2 separate regions of the Zea mays genome follow, and region 1 is linked to region 2. Evidence: chromatin contacts called from public Hi-C data. All regions are on one chromosome and are shown on one strand. Each heading gives the region's core, a stretch centred on a gene start, on an enhancer-like site or on the middle of the called end of the contact. The rest is flanking DNA. Distances are from core to core; before and after follow the strand shown.

Evidence for each region. Hi-C and Micro-C count contacts between places; a contact is called where the count stands out from the background.
Region 1: a contact with region 2 is called in a Hi-C map of endosperm, with 2.4 times the contacts expected there. The contact joins the promoter of LOC100281467 here to the enhancer-like site in region 2. A contact is called at or near these places in 2 of 25 Hi-C or Micro-C datasets (endosperm and leaf mesophyll).

The regions. Positions count from the first base shown.
Region 1 is chr1:52,042,972-52,048,944 of Zm-B73-REFERENCE-NAM-5.0, reverse strand. LOC100281467 reads left to right here and starts at 2,338. Exons shown (of 15, transcript NM_001154385.2): 1 at 2,338-2,484; 2 at 3,423-3,666; 3 at 4,490-4,552; 4 at 4,648-4,719; 5 at 4,842-4,949; 6 at 5,046-5,126; 7 at 5,218-5,271; 8 at 5,363-5,488; 9 at 5,575-5,664; 10 at 5,885-5,973. The coding sequence starts at 3,475.
Region 2 is chr1:51,366,299-51,372,637 of Zm-B73-REFERENCE-NAM-5.0, reverse strand. No RefSeq gene overlaps it. Among protein-coding and RNA genes, the nearest start is that of LOC606403, 67 kb to the left of the region's middle. Within about 2 kb of position 2,772, at least 17 of the 20 cell types and tissues checked have an H3K27ac peak or open chromatin away from gene starts, as enhancers often do. A contact at or near this core is called in endosperm and leaf mesophyll, where this site is marked.

The DNA of each region.
Region 1 (5,973 bases), core at 1,089-3,588, 680 kb before region 2:
TCCGTCTTCACCGTACTGACTTGCTGCCGCTACCGCTCTCTTTTATGTGGACACTGGAGACGCAGCGCAAGCATTAGTAACAATTTTAATTGTCGTGTTCCTGTAGAAAAAAATATTAACCGGTACTAATATTAAACCAATCACCATCATTTAAAGATATCAAGTGATGTTAATATGATACCGCTTTAGTCTTTAATCCGTACTAATCACTTAACATTAGGATTGATTGAAGGCACCAACATCGTACTAATGTACCTGCTTTATATTTATTCTTCCTCCTCAAGCTAGCTAGCAGGTGCCAAGAACAAAGATGCGCTCTTTTCATGACATTTATGAGCTTCAAGAAGGGAAGTTGCTGTCCAAATTTTTCTAAGAATTTATTCGAGTTGATGACAACATAATTGTAGTCTATGCTCGGTATGGTTCCTTTGTAGATGTTCCTTTTAAAAGAGTCGTAACTTTGTGTAGCCAGGCAATATTTTTGCGCTCATGCGACTTTAACCAGATTTCATTTGCTTTTCATAGAGTGAACACTTGATTAAATATTCTCATGTTAAAATAGTAAAACAAACAATTTTTAGCTCTATTTAAGTGAATTTGTTTGCCACCACTTGTCATGGAGGTTTTAGGATTTTTTTAGGGGTTTCATCCCATCACAAAATGACTCTCCAAAAGCGTGGTCTGAAGTGGAGTTCCCATAACTCTAAAAATAACGACAATGTTATTTTATCACAGTAAAACCACAGTATTTATGATCTAAAGGCTCAGGTTTGTATCATACAGTTTCTTAGGTGTCTTTTATACTTGAAAAACCGATTTAGAGGCACAGGGTTGTACATGTCCCGGTGGTTTGATTTTCTAAGTATAAGAGATAGTTAAGAGACCGTGTCATACGACCATGAGACCGCAAAACCATAAATACAGTTAAAAGACAATATGTGTGAAGAGTCATATAGAGATGGATACAAACCTGAGCCCCTTAGATTATAAATACAGTTAAGAAAAATAATATGTATAGAAAGTCAAATAGTTCGTTTATGCCCGTATATCAAATGAGGTTGTACGTGCTCAAGAAGGAAAGAGAGAGTGGATGCCTCAGAATACCTATAAACTTTAGATCCGGAGGGGATACAGATTAATATATCTTCTTGCTATTTTTTTAGATTCTTTAGATCTCGATTAGTCCAGAGTTGGAATGTTAGCTAGCACTGGCTTGCTGTCATTCAGCAGAACACTGGTCGGATATCCGCCGCCGATGGAAGAGGAGCATCCACGCTCGCTCGGGTGTCGGGTCAGATCGATCCAGTTGGCGCACGTAATAATCCTTTTCCCCAGAAGGAGTCGAACTCCTCCTCCCCGTCCAATCCAATCAAAGCGACCAATCGACTGGCTGTCCTACACACACACACACACAAAACCGACCGAGGCGACACACCGCAGCAGTGATCATTCTGAGCATTTGCAGAAAAAGGAGAACGTCCCGAAATCCTGGTGGTTGTGTTGTGTGATTGCTCACTCAGTCCGTGCAGGGTCAGGGTGCAGCCAAGCCAACAACCCAACGCTGGGACTGGGAGTAGGGTCCACCGGATTTATTGGCAGTACATCGCTGTTTGGTCCTCCACTCCTCCTGCCCTTCGCTTATATTTTAATTCGGCAGACGTGCACAGACAGGGCACCACCAGCCCAAGGAAGGGCGCACACCGTCAGTCACAGGTGGGTGTGATCAGCAGCCGCTTCTCTTGTGCTGCATTATAACGTATGAAATTCCAGTGTCCCTGTTCCACCTGCATGCAATTGGTTTGACTGAACAACATGATAGCAAGTGAGACTATATATTTTTCTGGAGGAGCACAGTGAAAAAAATATTTGGTCCAAGGGAAGTTAGGTTTTATAATAATATATATACTTGAGTAGAGAATGTCTGTGTCGCTTCTTCCGTCGTTGGAACTCCCATCCGCGGGCGCGGCCCTGACTCTAATAAATGAATAAGCTAATCTGTGTTACTCTTGTTCCATGAAATTGTATTCACAGTTATCCCTGATGCAACGCAATTGTTCAATATATAGCAGTATATATTATACGAAGTATATATGTATATCTAATTTTATGAGACCGGGAGAAGGTGTATTCACAGTACAGTGCAGGGCCATGGCCATGCAGCCCTTGGGGCCTGAAAAGGGTCGCGTGAAGTGGCCAACGCTGTGCAATTGCAACCAAACAAACTTTTGGTGGCGGGGTCCCTGTCCCTGGCCCTGGCCCTGGCCGTCTTTGCCCACAGGCCACAGCGCATCACACCACCGCTTCCTTTATAGCGCCACCCCACCACCCTCGTCTCTCCCCCCGTCGAGCACACAACACACCCTCCTCGTCCTCCAATCCAATCAACCTGGTAGACTCGCTTCGCTTCTCCCCCAGCCGTCGGACGGAGCTCCTCGCAGTCGCAGCAGCCGCCGATCAGCCTGCGCTCGGGCTCAGCGCTGGAAGGTGAGAGCATCCAGTGCCTCGGCCCGCCCGCCCGCCCCGAATCTGGTTCTTGTGCTGGCTCTGGCTGTGCGCTGCACGAACTCTGCATCTGCCTCTTTCGAGACGCAATTCCCGGACCGTGGGCTTTGGTTTCGGGGCTGCAAGGCCGCTCGTCGTTGCGGCATTTTTCGTTTCGCTTGTCCTGTGATGAGAGATGTGCATTTCCCTTTGGCGGGCTTACCGTTCCCTGCTCGTCTGTATGTGTGTATGTTTGTGTGACCTTTCCCTCGACGCCAGGCTCTTCTCCCCTCTTGCTGTTTCTTTCAGCAGTACAGACGCGCATCTGTACAACGCCTTTCTTCGGTCCTGGGTTATGATTGATCCGTTAACAGTTGGTCACCAAGTGCTGGCTGTTTAATATGTACTATAAGCTTCTTGGTGCCGCTGCCTCTGCCTATACGACTTTATGCGCTGCCTGCACAAGTCTCAGCCATCTGTGGGAACGTGTGTCTCTCACCTACCTTTCATATTGCACTAGCTGGATTGAATCATTCTGCTTTGGAGAGATGTCCGGTCATTTTTTAAATCATTTTCATCTCGCGTACTAGTTTTTTTGTTTTTGTTTTTGCGAGAGAGTAATTTTTTTTAATATTTACTGTCTCCTGTCCCATTTGCTGTTTCTTTACCCAGAAATTTCCACCAGATTCAGTCAAACGAAACTCATGTGCTCTTTTTTTTCTCCCTTTCAAAAGGGTGTGTAACCGACTACCGACTCAGATAATATAAGTGCGGTCACCTATCACATGATATCATCTCGCCTCTCTCCCTTCTCTGGTGTTTTATTCTCCTTTTTCCAACCACAGCTTGATGAACTTCTTTTTGGGGGTAACTACAGCTTAGTGAACATGAATGGGTAGTTTTACAACTAACGCAACGGCTGGTTCACTGAACAACTGTAGGTGTTGGAAGAGAATAGCCTGAAGGTTCACAGTAACCTTCATCTGTCGGAAGATGTATCGGGCTAAGAGGGCTGCATTGTCACCGAAGGTGAAGCGCCGCGTCGGCAAGTACGAGCTCGGGCGCACCATTGGGGAAGGGACCTTCGCCAAGGTCCGGTTTGCTAAGAACACTGAAAACGGGGAACCTGTTGCTATCAAAATCCTTGACAAGGAGAAGGTTAAGAGGCACAGATTGGTTGAGCAGGTCAGTATCCGTCCACTATTCCTTTCTGAGACCATGCACTGGCTAGCTTCTTGTTATATCCATTTTCTGTCAGTACCATGATGCATGGATCAAACTTTTAGTTAACTACAAACATTGAGGTTAAAAGCCTTTATGCTCCCCTGTCGAAGCCGTGTTGTGTGACTTTCGATTTCGAAAATGGTAAGGAGTTCAGTTTGCCATGCAGCCAATCATGTCCTCGTTCCTAACAGTCACTAGCTGGACCATGTGATTTCCTTTCGTCAAAAATCAAAATTCACTGCCGTCACTTACATCTTTCTATCAAAAGGAACGAGGTGGAGAATGAATTTTCTTCCTTGGATGCTGCCGTGACAGCATGGGAGCATAGGAAGATGTAACTTCAATTAAGAAACGATACGTCGATACTATACCTGCATATTTGCATGCCATCGAGATATATCCACATGGTGGTCTTCCAGTTCAAGTCATACCTGCACCAACTCAGTATGTTCGTTCTCCTGGTGCCTTGTGCTGTTTCCAGTTGCAGTCTGAACTTTGTGCAAATTGAACACTTCAGTGTGGATGACTGTTTCCAGTTGGCTTCAGTTTGCACACTTCAGTATATGTTTTCATCAGTGCTCTGTTAGGCGTCCGTTTCCTCAGTTACACTGTAGTTGGCTTCATTATTCCTCTGCTTTACTTCTAAATCATAACCATGATGCAAGCATACATGTATTGTTTAATTTACTCCTCGGGAGTGTGTTTTGCTGTATGCGTCTTTTAAACAGATTGGTGCTGCGTACTTGACATATCTCGTGCTGATATCATCCTAAATTCAATGCAGATTAAGCGTGAAATTTGTATCATGAAATTAGTAAGGCACCCTAATGTTGTTCGACTGTTTGAGGTAAGATCCGAAAAACTACACACACTTCATGATGTATATTCTGCTCATGCCTATGCTCTGATACTATTTGGATGAAATTTTGCTTTCTACATCAGGTGATGGGAAGTAAAGCAAGAATTTTCATCGTTCTGGAATATGTTACCGGCGGAGAGCTTTTCGAAATCATTGTAAGTGGAACTATATCAGCTGTTTGAAACACTTTGTCGTACATGACATTGCTAACACGAGTTAGATGATCATGTTTTTTTTATTAATTCATTCTGCTGTTATGCAAAAACATGACAACCAGGCTACTAATGGAAGGTTGAAGGAAGACGAAGCACGTAAATACTTCCAGCAACTGATTAATGCTGTTGATTACTGCCACAGTAGGGGAGTGTATCACAGAGACTTGAAGGTGAAGCCTAAGTTACCTTTTGTGATTGTTCTATAATATATTATGGGTTCAGTAGTGCAGACAAGTGACATATTTATGCTGAACATGCATTTGCAGCTCGAGAATTTGCTGCTTGATGCTGCAGGAAATCTCAAAGTTTCTGACTTTGGTTTAAGTGCTTTAACCGAGCAAGTGAAGGTAAAGTTGGAACCACTTCCCATAAACTTCGTATAGTTGTTGCATCATGTTCTCTTGTTGGCTTCATTTAATCTTATAAGTATTATTATAGGCTGATGGTCTGCTTCATACAACATGTGGAACCCCCAATTATGTTGCCCCTGAGGTACGTTCCCTCTTTTTTGATTGTTATAGATTAATCATGTTTTGGTTGCAAACAAGGTTACCTAACTAATATTTGTGTTGGATCATTGTAGGTGATCGAGGATGGAGGCTATGATGGTGCAACTGCAGATATTTGGTCTTGCGGAGTAATCCTCTTTGTTCTTCTTGCTGGATATTTACCTTTCGAGGATGACAACATCATCGCCCTATACAAGAAGGTACCAATGTTGAAAAATAGAGAAAAGAGAAAAAACATGATTTTGTGGTTGTTTAGCATATCTTAATACCCCCTTTGCAATCACAGATTTCAGAAGCTCAGTTTAGCTGCCCCTCTTGGTTTTCAGCTGGGGCCAAGAACATGATTACCAGAATTCTTGATCCCAATCCTACAACTGTAAGTATCATATAGCTTTTGAGCATAGTTGTTGAAATGGGTCATCAATATGCTAAACATACATGTAATCTAAGAATGATGGACAAGTGGCAACTATGTGTCTATGAAACATAAGCATATATGGATGTGGCTTGACATCAATATTTCAGTTTCAACTGCCGACAAGTATTTCTTGAATCTCAACTTACCTGGCTTTTCGATTTTCCTGGATGTTTACCAGAGAATCACGATTTCTCAGATACTGGAGCATCCTTGGTTCAAAAAGGGGTACAAGCCTCCTGTTTTTGACGAGAAATATCAAACTAGCTT
Region 2 (6,339 bases), core at 1,523-4,022:
GGCCAAGGTGTCACTTGCAGGTGTGGTGCCAGGGGACTTCGCTCGTTGAGGTAGTTGACACCTTGGAATACCGCGGCGTGTGGGATGGCGTGGTCGCGCTGGGGGAAGTGTAGGTCTTCGACTTATGCGCGCGGTTGCAGGGGTGGCCCGTGTTGCAGGCCGAAGTGGCCTTCACGCTGCATTAGCGCGATCTCCTGTTCGAGCTCCTGGGCCTTCTGCTCTTCGTCGCGTATCATTTGCCACACCTTGGCTTGTGCAGACACACGTTGGCGCTTGGCCTCAAGTATCTCTTTTTGCTTCTGGAGATTGCGGTTCTTGATGCGCAAGGCGCGCAGCTGTAGTTGTTCTTCCGCTGAGACACCGATGACTTCGCCGTCCTCGGTGACGTCCGCGCCCTCCGGTGGAGCGAAGCCTGGGGGAGGTTGCGGTTGTCCTTCAGAGCCGCAGGTGCGGAGAGCGTCGTCTTCAGTGGCCTCTTGGTGGGTGGTGTGGACGAGGGCGAGGGCCTTGCCCTTTTTTGCGACCAGCAGTGCTGCCTTCGCAGCCTCGTCAGCCTTCGAGCTAGCTTTATTGGGTGCCATCGCGGGTGGTTTTTTCGTAGCACGAACGGTGGGCGTCAAATGTTGGAACTTGCTCTCCGGCGCAAGTTGATCCAACGGGGGTGTGTAGCAGCGTAAACAAGGTTTTTGCTCGAGATGGCAATAGCTCTATTCATCTAGCCTCTCGAGGGCACTGTGCGGGGGTATTTATAGGTATCTGAGTGCCCAGCGTCCAGTGTTAAGGACGCATGTGCCCTCAGGCGCCTAGGTTATCCTCGGAATATTCCTATAAAGCGGGGTTACAGACCGTAATTACAGGGAGACCTTTACAAATTAGGCCCGTAATGCGCAGCGACCACGCAGGGCCTGTTACAATGGGCCGGATCACACGTGGGCCTCCATGTTGGACGAGGTCGCAAGATGAGACGACCTCGTCATAGGTCTTCGTCCGGTGACGTGTGGGACGAAGGGTGAGTCTGCCCGTTGTCTTGTCTCCGTTGGTGCAGCGAGGACGGTGAAGGCATCGAGCGAAGGGTGGCGTCTTCGCCTTCGCCCCAACACGCGCGTCGTGCAATGTTGGGAACGGGGCATACTGGTTGAGCGGTGTCGGGAAGAATTGGGCCGAATGAATAGGTGCAAAAACTGAGCCGAGGAGGAGGACGAAAGTCGAAAGTCAAGAGGATTGGATCGATCCGGTGAGGAGGCCAGGACTATATTAGCCCACCCAAAATTTCAGTATTTTCTATACTTAACAGTAAATGAATCTCATGCCTCCTTTGGAATACATGATTCATGAAATGTAGGAACAAGAAAAACGTAGGAATAGAATTACTTGACACTTACAGTTCAATAGGAATTAAAAATGCAGGAAAACTTCTAATAGAGTATTTGGATGCAATATAGAAAGAACACAACAATTAGAGGAGACAGAAAGACACAAAGAAAAATTACTAAGAGGTTGGATCTCATATTAGAAATCATCCAAAATCACACTACAATAGGTTATTCCATAAATTTTATAGAATTTGCAGGAACTCAATCCTTTGTTCTGAAGGACCTTGTAGAAAAAAATTCTATTGGACTTCAATACTCCAAAATTCCTTCACTTTTCTTTTGTTCCAAAAAATCTAAGGGCTAATTTGGTAACCACATATCTTTCCAAAGGATTTCTATTTTTCTGAGGTCCCGTTTGAATCGTTAGAATTGAATTCTAATAATAGTAATTGAGACATAGATCAAGTAAGTTAATATGGTTTTATGCAGAATATATTTGTGTACCACTCTTAGCCATATGAGTGAGATATTTATGTGTTATATTTTCACTATAGGGGAGTGAACTGAAGAGTATGTTATAAATTATAGTGTAGAATCGTAGCTTGGATATACATAAAATCAATTTACATCCCTCTATTATGAATTTGAGATAGGCTTATATTTGAACTTTAGAAAGTGGTGTAATATCGAATTCTGAATAAAATAACTTACCCTATTAAGTAAATTCTAATTCCGTTGGAATGAAGGGATCCAAACGCCCCCTAATGTCTAGTTTGGGTACTCTAGTATTGACCTTAATCTACATGTATTGAGGCGGATTGGGGTATAATTTAGTTTAAATTACACCATAATACACCTCAATACATGTGGATTGAGGTCAATACTAGAATAACCAAACAAAATCTAAGGGAAATTAAATCATTTTTTCTTAGGAAAATAAAACCCTTCAAAAAATAAAGTTGCTAAATTAGACCTAGTAATTCTATTTTTCAAGAGATTTTCATTTTCAAGAAAAAAATTGTTCTTTTTTTTGGAAAAATGAGAATCCTTTGAAAAATTGAAGGTTCTAACCCTAAAAAGTTATAAAAATTTGCTCCCCTTTCCGTACGCCCCAGGAAAGGAGTATGTTGATGTCTCCCGTGACCGTGAAGAGCAGACGTGCTGCCTCGTGGATCGCGGCTCAAGCCAGAGCAGACTCCCAAGGGCCAAGGCACCTACAGACTTCCTCATAATGGGCCACGTTTTCTACTGTGTTGAGTCTAGACCGCCCATCTCACGAATCACGTCGCTCTCGTGCGTCGTGAACTATAGCTACTCCTTCCTGAGAAGATCCGGAAGGCCGGAACCAGGAACCATTCCGGCCTCGTGGGACCCGGAACACTTGCGGCACTCAAGTCAAACGCTTCTGCAGCCGTGGACTGGATCCCACCGACCGAGCGCGGTACCGTATCGCTCTCGCCGAGAGTTGGTGTGGGTCCCGGTGGGAGCTACCATACCATTGTCTCGGTTCGCATGGTGACACGTGGACCAGGGGCGCAGCTTCTCAGATATTTCGTGGGGCCAAGTGAAAGCCGGTGCATGGAGGTCACGGTCACCACTTGGCTAGAGCTAGCGAGCAGAGAGTCGCGAACATCGTGGTGTGTCGCCATTTTTCTGTCTGTACCTGCGCCATCGAAAAACGTTAACAAAAAATTGTTTGAAGAAAAAAAATACTACGTCTCATCTGACCAAGGCGACGAGACCCGTTCGAAAAAAAATTCCGATAATTTTTGAATCACAATAATTTATAGAATAGACACAGACCGTGATTTTTCACTAAAAACTCGACCCAACTCAAAAAACCTGACATCACTCCGAACAAAATCTGACATGACACATCCAACAGAAAGACGCAAACCAACAAAATCTAATTTGATACTAGACACAGGGTGAACACGGGTCATGTCAAACAACCGATAGTTTGACTTTGATCCGATCCGAATTCAATCCGACTTGATGTTTAAAAAGGTCTAGCCTCATTACCATATCTCTCGATCAAAACAGATACAAAACCAAATTTTCGGTTCACTTTACTGAGAAACTATATACGAAGAGTAGGAAGAGTTACCTAAAGTAATACCAAACATACTTATACTAAGATGCTCTGCTTTTCTACATAATAAATATGTCCCTTATTGTGAACGAGAAATATATCATATAGATCTTTCTCACTCCTCTATTGCTAATGGGAGGGTTCATGATCTGGTTCTAAGATTTACGATGATGTTATTACTCCACACATCATCAACACTATTCTATCCAACATTGTTGCAGCACTATTCTATCCAACATTGTTGCATATTCCAACTGTACTAATTCTCTGTCAAATATGAAGGTTCCAAACCTTGTCAAACTGTCCTACAAAACATGTTTTATTGCATGTTTTATTGTTGTTCGCTAAATTAAGAAGCATGTTATACCGTTCTTCATCCGCTCTAAACTCATGGTTTAGTATATCTTTTCAATCTTGATTAAATGCTCATGATATGTCATTCCCAATCCTCTCTAACTCATGGTTTGGCAATTTTGTTCAATCTAGATTGAATTCTCATGGTCAGATGAACACTATTAGATTGATTTCTATGGTCAGTTGATTGTGTTGAATGAACTCGTTATTTCGACCAAGTTAGTTCATAAGGAAGAAAAAACAATCACGACGAGAGTGACACACGTTCGTTCGCGCATCACACGCTGTTGTGTGGCGTCGCAAATTACGCTCGCCACCCAAACGCGCAAACCTTAGCGTCGCGATATCCTGTACTAGCAAGCATGTGCGCCCACCGCCATGCTAGCCCCCTTGATGGGCTGCCACCGCGAGCCCCATTAGGTCATGTCCAAACCATTCATTAGCCTTCGCTAGGCCGCGACTCAAATGAGTCACATGACACGCCTGTTGCACACCTTCCCCTAGCTAGGCTACGAAATTCACCCTCTTATGAGACAATTTTTCCATAATTCTAGGTAGGACTAAATATTATTTTATTCTATAATTATTGTACTTAAATAAATTCTTGTTGAATTTATATAATAAAAATTATAGTGCATATTTAAGTTGTATATATTCTCCACATTATTATTTATTCTATGTTTTCTAGCTGAATAATAAATAGAATAATGCATGTTTAAAATTATTTTTTATATATGACTATTTAAATTACTGGTATGGATAATTGGCACACCTAATTAATCTAAAGTTAATTTTGCATGACAGAATATGGTCGAAAGTTCGTGGGGTTTGCATGAATAGCAAGAACTACCTTACGATTCATGTGAGAAAGATAGTTGTTTGGTTAGGACCAAATGACACTGGCCAGCAACTTCATGAAAAGTGAAAAGCTGCCATCTTCCTCCGGCGCCACATCTATCTAGACCTAATGATGGAGAATCTGAAGATGAAAGACCATTTGGTACTGCGGGTGAAACTATTTGAGCACGTCGATTTGTTGAGTCATATGATGCTTCCATGGACACAACACGAATGTGCCGCTCCCCTCTTCCTCGACAATGTAGCCTTACAATAGTGCCATCCAATGCATTGTCGCTTAGCTATTCTTTTATGGTCGGATTGTCAATGGTATAGAGATAATTGAGAAAACTCTACCTTTCACACTTTAATATGGTGCTCCACAAAATATTGTAACCTCATCAACATGTTGATTTGCGTCTATGCTTAAAACAAGCTCCTAATGCAGAACTACTAGAAGCGTCCTATTGATGTTACGATGATGCTAGAAGCACACACCAACTTGTAGTCTTGTACAAAAGAGGCCCCTCCAAATTAAGGGGTCATGGGCACCTCAATAATAAGGATAAGAGAGGGAAATTTCAAAAGGCTACCTAGGAATGACAACACTAGTGCCAATGGTCGTGGTAGTGGAAAATGCAAGGACAAATAGAACCCCTAAGGGTTGATTTGGTGATCCGGGATCCCGGGAGGATCGGAGGGGATTGAGGGGGAAATTAGTTCATTTCCCCCTCAATCCGCTCCGATCCTCCCGAGATCCCCTTGTCACCAAATTAGCTCTAAAAGAGCGATACAGGCGCCTCAAAGTATGCTAACGAATGCTATCTTGGGTGTAGGTATCCCATCAAATCACCACTAAATACACTTGTCTCTATATATCAGGAGTGACGCTAGATAGAGAGTGGATACAAAGTTCTTCCCGATTACGGAAACTACGGATCGGAGATAATACTTGATAAAAAAATTTATTTCTAAGGAACTCATTTACTAAAGTGCTAGAGGGTACTTTTTCCTTTTTGCTAAAATGTTAAAATAGGGAAATGCTTTTATAAAATTCCTGGAGATCCTGTTAGTACTTTTGTTATAGAATAAGTTAAATCCAAGATTTAATTAACTCATCATCGAAAAGTGAGTTTTGTTTTTTTGGGGCGTGGCGTGGGGAGTAAATTTATGTTGAAAATTAATAAATATCCACAATAAACAGTGTACTAATATCCAATTCATATGCTGCTCCCAGCAGGGCGGATCTAAGGGGGCTAAGGGGTCTCCACTCTCCACCTACATTTATGAAACTGCGTAGGAGAAGGATGTGGGGGGTAGGGGAGAAGGAAGGAGGAAGAAGAAAAAGAGAAAAAATAAAAATAAAACCCCTACTCTATTAGATAAAGAGGTCAGTGGCGGACGCAGAACAAAATTCTAGGTGGGGCCGACAGTGCAAGAGACAAATCACCAGACTAGACCATAAATATAGATTAATGATAATAATATGAATGTTAAATGATAATATCTAGTGTTTTCAAAATGATATGAATACCAAAAAAAACCTTTTTGGCTACCAAAAGGAGAGCTAGAGAGAGAAAATAGGTGGACTGACTGAGGATGAGGCACTAGGGCGGAGCAGCCGCATCAACGTGTCGTTCTGGCGAGTCATCGAATTTGTCGTGAGTTGGCGTTAGTGAGACGACGACAGCTAGGAGGAGCGAGTGCGGGAGGCAAGGTAGCGATAGATGACGGTGACGGCAA